Linked DNA regions of Oryctolagus cuniculus: region 1 is linked to region 2. The links are chromatin contacts, called in public Micro-C maps. All regions are on one chromosome and are shown on one strand. Each heading gives the region's core, a stretch centred on a gene start, on an enhancer-like site or on the middle of the called end of the contact. The rest is flanking DNA. Distances are from core to core; before and after follow the strand shown.

Region 1 (5,409 bases), core at 2,369-4,868, 130 kb after region 2:
TGGCTGTGGAGTCAGCACGGCCAACGGGAAGGGAGTGAAAATTGAGTTTGATGAAGATGATGGTCCAATCACAGGTAAAAGAAATATTTTTAAGATATATTTATTTATTTGAAAGAATTAAGAGAGATATGGGGGGAGAGAGAGAGAATCTTCCATCTGCTGGTTCACTCCCATGATGGTCGCAATGGCCAGCGCTAGGCCAGGCCGAAACCAAAAGCTTCTCCAGGTTTCCCATGTAGATAGCAAAGACTCAAATACCTGGGCCATTCTCAGCTGCTTTTCCCAGGCCATTAGCAGGAAGGTGGATCGGAAGTAGAATAGCAAGGACACGAACCAGCACCCATATGGGATGCTAGTGTCAGACAGTGGCTTTACCTGCCACACCACAACACCAGCCTCAAAAGATTTTTGTTTCCACTTGAATTTATGGGACACAAGATTTAAAAATCAGTAAAATTCAGCACATTTGACAGAGATTATCATTGAGTTACTTTGTAGGGGATAAAGTATTTTTAGCTTTTCATTTTGTTATTCTAGAGTTATTAGGTTAATTCCTCTGGTACTTGCATCTGTGTGGCATGTACAAATTAGTAGAACTTCAAGTATGCTGGTGGTAGTGGTGAATACAATCGAGTCTTGCCTTTGCTCAGTACTTTATAATTTTCAGAGGACTCTACACAGTTATTATCTCACTTTTTTCAACAGCTCTCTGAAGAAGGGCAGGGGCTATTATTATCCCTTTTTAAATAGGTACTTCTGTACTTCTGTCTACTCTTTAAGAGCTTCTGCAGAGCTGAGACTCTAGGGCAAGTCTTCTGACTTCTACTTTAATGTCCTTTCTACTTTACTGCATTAACTAACCTGAGGCATAGAGATCCCCAAAGGTTTCTCAGTCTTCCTGCTAACATCAGCATATGACCTAAACATATTTTGAAATATTCATTTTGATTAAATGGAAGCTACAATGTAGTAGAAAGAATAGTGGACCTAGAATCAGAATTGTAGTTTTATGTGACTGTGACCTTGGACAAGTCAGTTCTAGTTTCTTCATCTAAAATAACAGCAATTAATGCCTAGTTATTGAGAGGATTAAATGTGAACATAAGCTAAAACACCTGACATGTGGTGACTATGCATAGTAGCTGTTCATTAAGTGAATACTTCAGGACTTTTTTACATGAACTGCTCCATGGTGAAGCCATTGCCCACCACACAATTTTGATGCTGTGCAGTCTTGATTGTTTTGTTCTATCCCCAGTGGCAGATGCCTGGCGAGCCCTCAAGAATCCCAGCATTGGGGAAAGCAGCATTGAAGGCCTCACCAGTGTGCTGAGCACCAGTGGAAGCCCTACAGATGGACTCAGTGTTATGCAAGGCCCTTACAGTGAAACAGCCAGCTTTGCAGCCCTCTCAGGGGGCACATTGAGTGGCGGCATTCTCTCCAGTGGCAAAGGAAAATACAGCAGGTAAGCAAATAGATAATTTCTGTTACCTATTTTCAATTATAAGAAATAATACATTAAGCCATTTCTATATTCCAGGCTTGTCCCATATATCATCTCATTTTGATTTAACTGTCAATGTTTCTTTTTTTTTTTTTTAAGATTTATTTATTTATTCAAGAGAGAAGAGAAAGAAATCTTCCATCTGTTAGTTCACTCCCCAAATGCCTACAATAGTCATGGCTATTATAGTGGATGGCAGGGACCCCACTATTTAAGCCATTGCTGTTGCTTCCCAGGGTATACATTAGCAGGAAGCTGGAATTGGGTGTGGAGCCAGGACTTGAACACAAGCACTTTGATATGGAGTCAGACATCCCAAGTGGCATCTTTTTTTAAAGATTTAGTGGGGATGGCGCTGTGGTGTAGTGGGTAAAGTCCCTGCCTGCAGTGCCAGCATCCCATATGGGTGCTGATTCAAGTCCCGGCTGCTCCACTTCCAGTGCAGCTCTCTGCTGTGGCCTGGGAAAGCAATAGAAGATGCTGCGTGGGAGACCTGGAGGAAGCTCCTGGCATCTGGCTTCAGTTTGACCCAGCTCTAGCCATTGTAGTCATTTGGGGAGTGAAGCAGCAGACGGAAGACCCCTCTCTCTCTGCCTCTGCCTTTCAAATAAATAAATAAATCTTTTTTAAATATTTTATTTATTTATTTGAAAGGCAGAGTTAGAGGGACACAGAGAGAGAGAGAGATCTTCCATCTGCTAGTTCACTCCCCCAAATGGCCAGAAGAGCTGGAGCTGTGCCGATCTGAAGCCCAGAACTTCTTCCAGGTCTCCCATGTGGGTGACCGGGGCCCAAGGACTTAGGCCATCTTCCATTGCTTTCCCAAGTGCATTAGCAGGAAGCTGATCAGAAATGGAGCAGTCGGAACTCAAACTGGCACCCATATGGGATGCCATTGTTGCAGGCAATGGCTTTACCCACTATGCCAAGTGGCATCTTAACTACTGTGCCAAACACCCACTCCTAAAGAATAATCTTGACTTTAGATCCTCCCTATATGCCTCAGGTAGGAAGAGCAAACATTTTTTCTTTTCTTCTTTTTTTTTAATATTTATTTGAGAGGCAGAGTTACAGAGGGAAAGAGGGAGAGGTCTCCCATCCGCTGACTCATTTCTGAAATGGCCATAATAGCCAGAGCTGGGCCAGTCCAAAGCCAAGAGCCAGGAGCTTCTTCCAGGTCTCCTACGTGGGTACAGGGGCCCATGCACTTGGGCCATCTTCCACTGCTTTCCCAGGCCATTAGCAGGGAGTCGATGAGAAGTGGAGCAGCTGGGACTCGAACCAGCACCCATATGGGATGCTAGCACTGCAGGTGGAGGCTTAACCTACTATGCACAGCACTGGCCCCCAGCCATTTTTGTAGCATTCCTAAGACTGGACCTTCCATTAGCCTTGTCCTTGGCTTTCAGTTGACCATTTATGCTGTATCTTGTTGGCTTATATACTGTGATCCTGATTACCTTCCTAGTCCCATTTGATAGATAAGGAAAATAAATTCTGTGAAAACTGAGAAAATGAATTCTGAATTCATATTGAGAATATGTAAAACTTGATGACTAAAAAGATTGTGACTTGCTTCGTGGTCATATTCAGAGGAGCATAACAGATGTTATGAGAAGGATTTAGTTGACTTCACTGGAGAAGAGGAGCCTGGTTAGGAATAAAGGTAGGGCAAAGCAGGATGGGGAGATAGGGGAAATGGCTGCCTTCAGCTATCTGAAGGGGCTTCACCTGGGAAAAAGATAGGACTGCCTTGAATCCTGCCAACAGGTAGGTTAAAATGACTTGGCAGAAACTAGAGGGAAACTAATTTTGATTCAGTATAGAGAAAATAGGAAAAAGCCATGTAGAAGCTCAAAGAAGCAAAGAAATACCTTGGTACATACTGAGCTGCTTATCCCTGGAAGTGTTTAAAGTAAGACCAGATGGCCATTTGGCTATTAAAAGGATTCAAGTAACAGATGGCAGGTGGACTGGATCCCACACCTGAGTGCTTGTCACCTGGGAGTGTCTTAAAAATAGATTTTAGGGCCCTGTCCCAGAATTAATCATTTAAATCTCCTGGAGTGGAACCTAGGAAGTGGTTTTGTTTTGAAAAAGCTCCTGAGTTGATTCTAGCATAGCCAGTATGTGAATGAACATCTGCAAACCACCTAGGTAGGTGGCCCTGAGCAAGACTCTTCCAATCCTGTGGCAGAGCTGAAACTGGAACCCACATCTGTGACTTGGTGTACTCTTCCATTGTATTCCCTCATTTTCCTGGGCCTTGGCGAATTCTTGAAGGGCGTCTGAGGCTGGAACAGCAGAGCAGAGGTGCAGGCAAAGGGTGGAGGCTGCTTGAATGTGCAGGTGGCAGGATGGAGGTTGACCTGTCTGTGTCTCATGCTTCTGCTGTCTCTTGTTAGGGAATCCCACCCCCACACGCTGGAGTAATCACCGCTGTGCTTCCTTAGAGCAACACCCCTGTAAATAAGCAGACAGACATAATTGGAGACTGACTTGCTGAAACTGCAGCTTAGTCAGTCCAGCTGTTCCAGTTCTGTGAAAGCCTTTCTTTTATAGGAAGTGAATGAGTCAGATGGGTTTGACTGTGAAACCCATTATGAGGAAATACTTAAGTGTGCAACAAAGTGGTGTCGGAGCCAAGAAAGGAAATAGTTACGGGTTCTCAGCTCTGAAGCACAATTGAGAAAGTGCTGCTGTACAAGGAGGGAGGAGGTTGGCTCCTGTATGTCCTTTCATGCTATGACCTGGAAGTAATTTGATTGCTAAATGTCCAAGTTCCTATTATGCACAAGGCGTGGAATATAAAATGTGAATGAGATGTGATCTCTCCTTTTGTGGCACCAACAGATTAGTGGGAGAGAGATGCATAAATTGATATGATATAGATAGGTATAGGCTGGAGGTGACTGGTTTGCTGAGAGAATGAGGGAGAAAATACTTCCTTTGTTGTCAAGGACTAATAGGTGTAAGTTTTTAGTTACAGAAAGGAAACTTCCATAGAGTGGGGGAATAGCATATACAAAGTCATAGAGGCATAATATGTAAATTGGAGTGACTGTGGTTCTGGACCTGTGGTGAGAGATGGAACTGGAGAGAGAGCTTCATGGCAGATCAGGAAGACCTTATGTGCTCCTTGACAATAAGAGCCAAGAGTTAAAAGGATTGTTAGTGAGTGAGTCTTTGTCCACTCTGGCACTGGTCTGGAGGTCATTTGACCTGGACTTCAAGGGAGTCCAATTGCATTTGAGGTCTTGAAGTTAAGGAGTAGCACTGGGGGTAGAAAGGAGGGGACGATTTCAGTAGATGATTTCAGAAAGAAAATGTGTGGGAATGCATTTGAACTGTTTGACAATTGGAGAAAATGAGACAGATCATCACAGTTTGCAAGAGACTAATGAAAGAGATGTGTGCCAGGAAGCAGACTGTCTCAGAATACCCAGGTCTCCTATTAACTCAAACGTCCCCTCTTTACACAGGTTAGAAGTCCAAGCCGATGTCCAAAAGGAGATTTTTCCCAAAGACACAGCCAGTCTTGGTGCAATTAGTGACAACGCAAGCACTCGTGCTATGGCCGGTTCCATAATCAGTTCCTACAACCCACAGGACAGGTATGTGCACAGTCAGATGCCCAGGAGAGGTTGCAATTTTTGTTCAGGTACTAGGTCCTCAGAAACTCAATGCCTTATGTCAGGGCTGTGTGTACCATCTAGTGGGGTATGTAGTGTGCCCTGAGAACCCACTGAACACATTCTTAGCATTAGAGTGTTTTTTGGCATCTCTTGATTCTTGTTGTTAGCACTTGATTTTTAGCAATTTCTTTTTCCTTTCTCTTCCTCCCTTCCCCCCCTCACTCTGGTCCTGGCTGTTGCAACAGTGTGTAATTACACGGCACTTAGAA
Region 2 (5,801 bases), core at 349-2,848:
GTGCGTGGCCTCCCTGGGAAACATGAACAGAGTCACTGGGCACTGACAAGCCTAGTGCGCCCTGCGGGAAGGCAGGGACTGATCTGTGATCCTGTAAGCACTGGGGCGCTGCCAAAGAACTCCAGGCTGCAGCAGGGCTGTGATGCAGGTGGGGGTGGGCTGCTAAGACAGTGAGGGGGATGTGAGAGGAGCACCCTGGTGAGTTATCTCAGGAGGCCAGATGCACAGAGCTCCCTACCCTGGATGCCTGCGGGAGCCACGGAGAGGGGGAGGAGCAGAGAAGGCCCAGCGTGCTCAGGAGTAGCCCTCCATCTAGGGCCAGGAATGGGGAGAAGAGGAGCCCGTCTCGGGCACAGAGCAAGGGCTGAACCGCACAGGAACCAGCGAGGGCTCCCCCAGGCAGGGGCCCCACCCCCTCTCGCAGCCCTCACCGTGGTGGCCTGGGAGGCCCCCAGAGTGAGCTCCTCCAGCAGGTCGCGGGTGCTGAAACCCTCTTCCACCATCACGAAGTCCGCTTCCCTCAGGTAGCCAGCCATGCCGAGGAAGAGCGGCCGGCGACCTGGATGGAGCCCCCGCCGCCGCCGCCAACGCCTTAGAAAGTATGCAACACTGCGGGGACACACGGAGAGCGGGGCTGGGGGCAGGCTCCGGCTCCGCAGCCGCCTCCCTCCCTCCCGTCCCAGTCCCACCGCGCCCGGCCCCCAGCGCGAGCCCGGGAGCTGAAATTCACTGGGGCTGCTGGGGGTGGGCGGGCAAGAATCCTAGATGCAGCCCTGGGACCAGGCCTCGTAGGCCTAGATGTCACCGGCTCTCGAGCCTCAGTGGCTACATCTGTAAAAAAAATTTTTTTAAGATCCTTTTCAGTTCTGCAATTCTGGGTCTTTGGAAAGAGGGAATGAATGAGAGAAAAAATATAAGAAACTTGAGTGGGGAAGTTTCCAGCTCCACCGCCCCCCCTCCTGGCCACGCCCACCCGGTGGGGTTTTGGTAGCCACACCCAGGGGGGGTCTCAGCCTCAGAATAGAAACTTAGATTCTAGCGCACTCAGCTCTCAGGGCCTCAGTTTCCCCGTCTGGAGAGGGTGTTCGGGCTGCTCCCGACGTGCCAGGAGGGGGCGCCCCGTGGTGGGCGGGGGACGCGAGCTCCCGGGAGCGCTCCGTAGGCTAAGGCTCTGTCAGGTGACCCCTCCCGAGCGCAGGGCCGAGGTCCCGCCCCACCCTCTGGACCCCCTTACCAAGCCCCGTCCTCCTTCGCGGGGGCCAGAGCAGGCGCGCTGCTAGGGGGGGTCGCCGGTGACCTCGAAACTTGTGCAACACCCCGAGGAGGAGTGGCAGTTGCGGAGCCGAGGCCCCTGCTGAGAGGAGGCAAGCGGCGCCCGGGGAGCAGGTGAGCGCCCTGGCCCGGGGCTGCCGCTGCCCGAGGCTCCCCAGCCACCCCCCGCACTCGCCTTAAAACGCATTTACACGGCTTCGGCCCATAGGTCTCCCCAGCGAGTGAATCGGATCCTCGGCTCCTCCGCTCGCTCGCTCCCCCCGGCTCGGGCCCCGCGGCCTGCGCCCCACCCGCCCAGCGGCCACCGACCCCACGCCCCGCCTTGCGCCCGCCGCCCGCTTATATAAGCCCCGCCCCGGCTCCGCCCACGGCGCCCCGGCTCCGCCCCCGCTCGCCGTGTAGCCCTGGCAACCGGGTGCCGCCATCCCATTGGTCCATTCCGACATAAAGCATTCAGCGCGGCGCAGCGTCTCCGCAAACCCGCGCCGCGGTGCCGCGGCCGCCGCACGCCGGCGGGTCGGGAGCGCAGGGTTGCGCGGGTGTGCGCGGGAGGCGGCCTCGGATGCGGCACTTGGGTCTCAGAGCGTGGGCGGGAAGCCTCTTCGATGCTGCCGCTGCGCCCTCCGCTCCTCAGGAGCGGCTCGCTCATCCCTCGAGTGCGGATCCAATGCCATCTCTGTGTTTCTAATAAAATGCGGTTTTGTTTCATTGCCGCTTCTACACATATTCCAGGACTCCCCCGACCCAAAGCCCGGCTAAAATGTCCTCCAGACAGAGAGGACCTGCCCAGCTCGGGGAGGGGTCTCCCTCACCTGCCCCCTGCCAGCGCTCACCTGTCAAGGGAAGTGACTCCAGCTCAAAGCACCTCCTCCTTCCCTCCCGACAAAATCCCGGGAATGGCACCTCCTCTGCGGATCATGCCGAGATCCCCCTGCGCCGAGGCCTCCCTCTTTGGCTTTGGCGGCCGGCGGCTGGGGTTCCTGTGGTGCCTCACGCTCCTCATTCGGCACGGCTCAGCTTCCGGGTGAGCTCCCGGGGCAGGCGCTGAGTGCCCGGCTCCTCAGAGTGCTCACCGCCACAGCTCAAGAAGACCCAGGAGCTGTGTTACTTGGAAACGCGTGCAAACGCTGAGCTGAGCAGTAACCGTACAGGCGCAGCTGGGTCTCCCTTGGAAAAGAAAAAAAAAAAAAAAAAAAAGGAGCAATGGTCTCGCTCTGCCCGACTGTGGTCCTTAAAGCAGCCGGGAGCAGGAAGAGGTGGCAGCAGTCTAGAGTCTTGTACCTGTGGGAGAATTCCGTGCTCCGTGAAGGCAGCATTTCCTACCCATGTGGCCACAGGGCTTTGGGTCTAGCATGTGCTCACGTCTGCTGGCAGCAGGTGGCCTTTTTAAAACCCACAGGCTCTGGCTCCACCCCCTAACCCCATCCCCACCTTGTGGCATGTGAGTTAAGCCTCCCTCTAGGATGCTGGCATCCCATAGGGGTGCTGGCTCGTGTCCTAGTTACTCCAATTCCAATTCAGCTCCCTGCTAATGCACCTGGGAAAGCAGTGGAAGATGGCCCAAGTGCCTGGGCCCCTGACCCACATGGGAGACCCAGAAGAAGCTCCTGGCTTCAGCCTGGCTCAGGCCTGGACACTGAGGCCATTGGGGAGTGAACCAGCAAATGGAAGATCTCTCTCTCTTTCCCTCTTTCCCTCTCTCTGTAACTCTGCCTTTCAAATAAATAAATCTTTAAAGTAACATTTAAAGCAGATTTTTTTTGACAGGTAGAGTTAGAGAGAGAGAGAGAGAGAGAGAGAGAGAGAGAGAGAAAGGTCTTCCTTTTTCCGTTGGTTCACCCCCCAAGTGGCTGCTGCGGCCAGCGCACCACGCTGATCTGGCCAGCAGCCAGGTGCTTCTTCCTGGTCTCCCATGCGGGTGCAGGAGCCCAAGCACTTGGGCCATCCTCCACTGCACTCCCAGGCCACAGCAGAGAGCTGGACTGGAAGAGGAGCAACCGGGACAGAATCTGGCGCCCCGACCGGGACTAGAACCCGGGTGCCGGCGCCGCAGGCGGAGGATTAGCCTATTGAGCTGCAGCGCCAGCCGAAGTAACATTTTTCGAAAAAAATGCCCAGAGACAGTTCTTGTCCTACTTTGGCCTCTGCCTAAGGCACCGTGCACAACCTGGCCAGAACACGCTCATTCCACGGATGATGCGGGGCAGTGACCTTGGAGTCAGGGAGGGCCATTTTCTGCTCCACACCCAGTGGGCCCCGGATGGCTCAGTGTCCTTGGCTGAGTCATCTTGCCAGGACCTGGGACACTATTATCTAGCTCAGCTTCCCCCTTTGTGCGGAGAGGGTTCAGACCGGCTTCTCGGACACCTTCCTACCTGGAACCCTCTGGCTTTCTGTGCACAGCGACAGCCTTCCAGGAGGGTCATTTGTAGGTCCACGGTTTGAGAGCTTGGTAGTCATTTACACCATAGTATGAGAACTCACATCCTAGTCTTCTCTCGTGAGGAAGAGAACAAGCGTCTGTGATGGGGAGGGAACACATCAGGATGGCCACGGCAGAGCCTGGAAAGGTGGAAGTGCAGGGAGGGGAGGCTCTGGCTTTGGTTCTGCCTTCTGTTTGCTCATTCTTGAGAGCTGGCAGCTGTGGATGCTACATCCTGGGTCTGTCTCACCAGCTTCTCGTTACCTGGTACACAGGAGGCACAAAATAGGTGCACTCAGTGTGCTTACTGAGTGCCTCAGTAGGAGCAAGGAGGAATGAATCAGAATCCATTCTGTCCATCTGCGATCTCAAGGGTGAGTAATCAGAGCAGATAGGTCTGCCTCCTGGGCTGTGTATAGGTAGGCTGTGGCTTTGCCTTTGTCCCTACCGGCTCTGTGATGTCACTGAATGTCCATGGCAACCCTATGTCACAAGAGCTATAATTGTTCCCATTTTACAGATAAGGACTCTAAAGCTCCGAGAAGTTCAATAACCTGCTGAGTATCACACAGCAAGTAAGGGCAGAGCTCGATTCTGACCTCAGCCTTTATGCTCGACTGCTTGCCAAAAGTTCAGCAAAATTTACTGTCATCTGCTGGCGTCTGGCCCAAAGGCTCCTGTCCTGCCAGTCTCTTGCCACTGTTCTCCTGCCATCCATGGTTGCTCTGCAGAGCCCTCAAGAACAGGGAACTGGGACTGGCGCTGTGGCGTAGTAGGTTCAGCATCTGCCTGTGGCTCTGGCATCCCATATGGGCACTGGTTCAAGCCCTGGTTGCTACTCTTCTGATCCAGCTCTCTGCTGATGGGCTGGAAAATCAGTATAAGATGGCCCAGTGCTAGAACCCCTGCACTCACGTGAGAGATCTGGAAGAAGCTCCTACCTCCTGGCTCTGGATCAGCCCAGCTCTGACTGTTGCGGCCATCTGGGGAGTGAACCAGCAGATGGAAGACTGACCTCTCTGTTCTCCCTCTCTCTGTAACTCTGCCTCTCAAGTAAATAAATAAATCTGATGAAGTAGAAGGAGGAGGAGGAAGAGGAAGAAAGAAGAAGAAGAAGGAGAAGAGAAGGAGGGGGAAGGAGAACAGGGTACTAAAGCAGAATAAAGGGTCTCTGAACTCTGGCCAATTTCAACTGTTCTTCCTAAATCATTTGTGATCCAAGTCACCAACACCGCAGTAATAAAATGCCTATGGGCGGCCGACGCTGTGGCTTGGTGGGTAAAGCTGCCGCCTACAGTGCCAGAATCCCATATGGGCACCGGTTCAAGTTCCGGCTGCTCCACTGCCAATCCAGCTCTCTGCTATGGCTTGGGAAAGCAGTAGAAGAAGGACCAAGTGCTTGGGCCCCTGCACCCGTGTGGGAGACTCAGAAGAAGCTCTTGGCTCCTGGCTTCAGATCAGCACAGCTGCGGCCATTGTGGCCAATTGGGGAGTGAACCATCAGATGGAACACCTCTTTCTCTCTCTCTCTCTCTCTCTGTCTCTCTCTCTCTCTGCCTCTCCTCTCTCTCTGTGTAACTCTGACTTTAAAATAAACAAATAAATCTTAAAAAAAAAAAAAAAAGAAGTGGAGCAGCGAGGACTTGAACTGGCGACCATATAGGATGCCAGCATTACAGGTGGCGGCTTTACCAGCTAAGCCACAGCACTGGCCCTACCTGTATTAATTTTCTAAGGCTGCCGTAACGAGCTGGTGATTTAAAACAACAGGACTTTATCATCTCGTAGTTCTGGAAGTAGGAGGTCCAGATCTAGGGGTTGGCAGATCCGAGCTCTCTCTGACGACTCTGGGGGCTGATCCTTCCTGGCTTCTGCCGGCCTCTGGTCTTTGCCAACAATCCTTGTCTTCTGGGTGTATCACTCCAGCCTCACGGCTGTCCTCTCCTTGTGTCTTCTCACCAGCTTCCCTGTGTGTCTCTATCTCTAGATCCAAATTTCCTCTTTTTTTTAAGATTTATTTTATTTATTTGAGAGACAGAGTTACAGAGAGAGACAGAGAGAAATGGCTTCCTTCCATTGGCTCACTCAACAAATGGACACAATGGCC

Evidence for each region. A called contact is a pair of places that touch in the nucleus more often than the background predicts.
Region 1: a Micro-C map of ear pinna shows a contact between it and region 2, with 4 times the contacts expected there. The contact joins the enhancer-like site here to the promoter of AZIN2 in region 2. A contact is called at or near these places in 4 of 6 Hi-C or Micro-C datasets (ear pinna, psoas muscle, skin fibroblasts and 1 more).

The regions. Positions count from the first base shown.
Region 1 is chr7:139,623,048-139,628,456 of mOryCun1.1, forward strand. It overlaps RNF19B (ring finger protein 19B), which reads left to right. Exons shown (of 9, transcript XM_070078806.1): 6 at 1-74; 7 at 1,259-1,466; 8 at 4,988-5,119. Among named protein-coding and RNA genes, the nearest start is that of RNF19B, 23 kb to the left of the region's middle. Within about 2 kb of position 3,619, at least 4 of the 8 cell types and tissues checked have an H3K27ac peak or open chromatin away from gene starts, as enhancers often do. A contact at or near this core is called in ear pinna, where this site is marked.
Region 2 is chr7:139,499,622-139,505,422 of mOryCun1.1, forward strand. AZIN2 (antizyme inhibitor 2) reads right to left here and starts at 1,599. Exons shown (of 12, transcript NM_001294156.2): 1 at 1,448-1,599; 2 at 1,235-1,354; 3 at 432-609. The coding sequence starts at 536.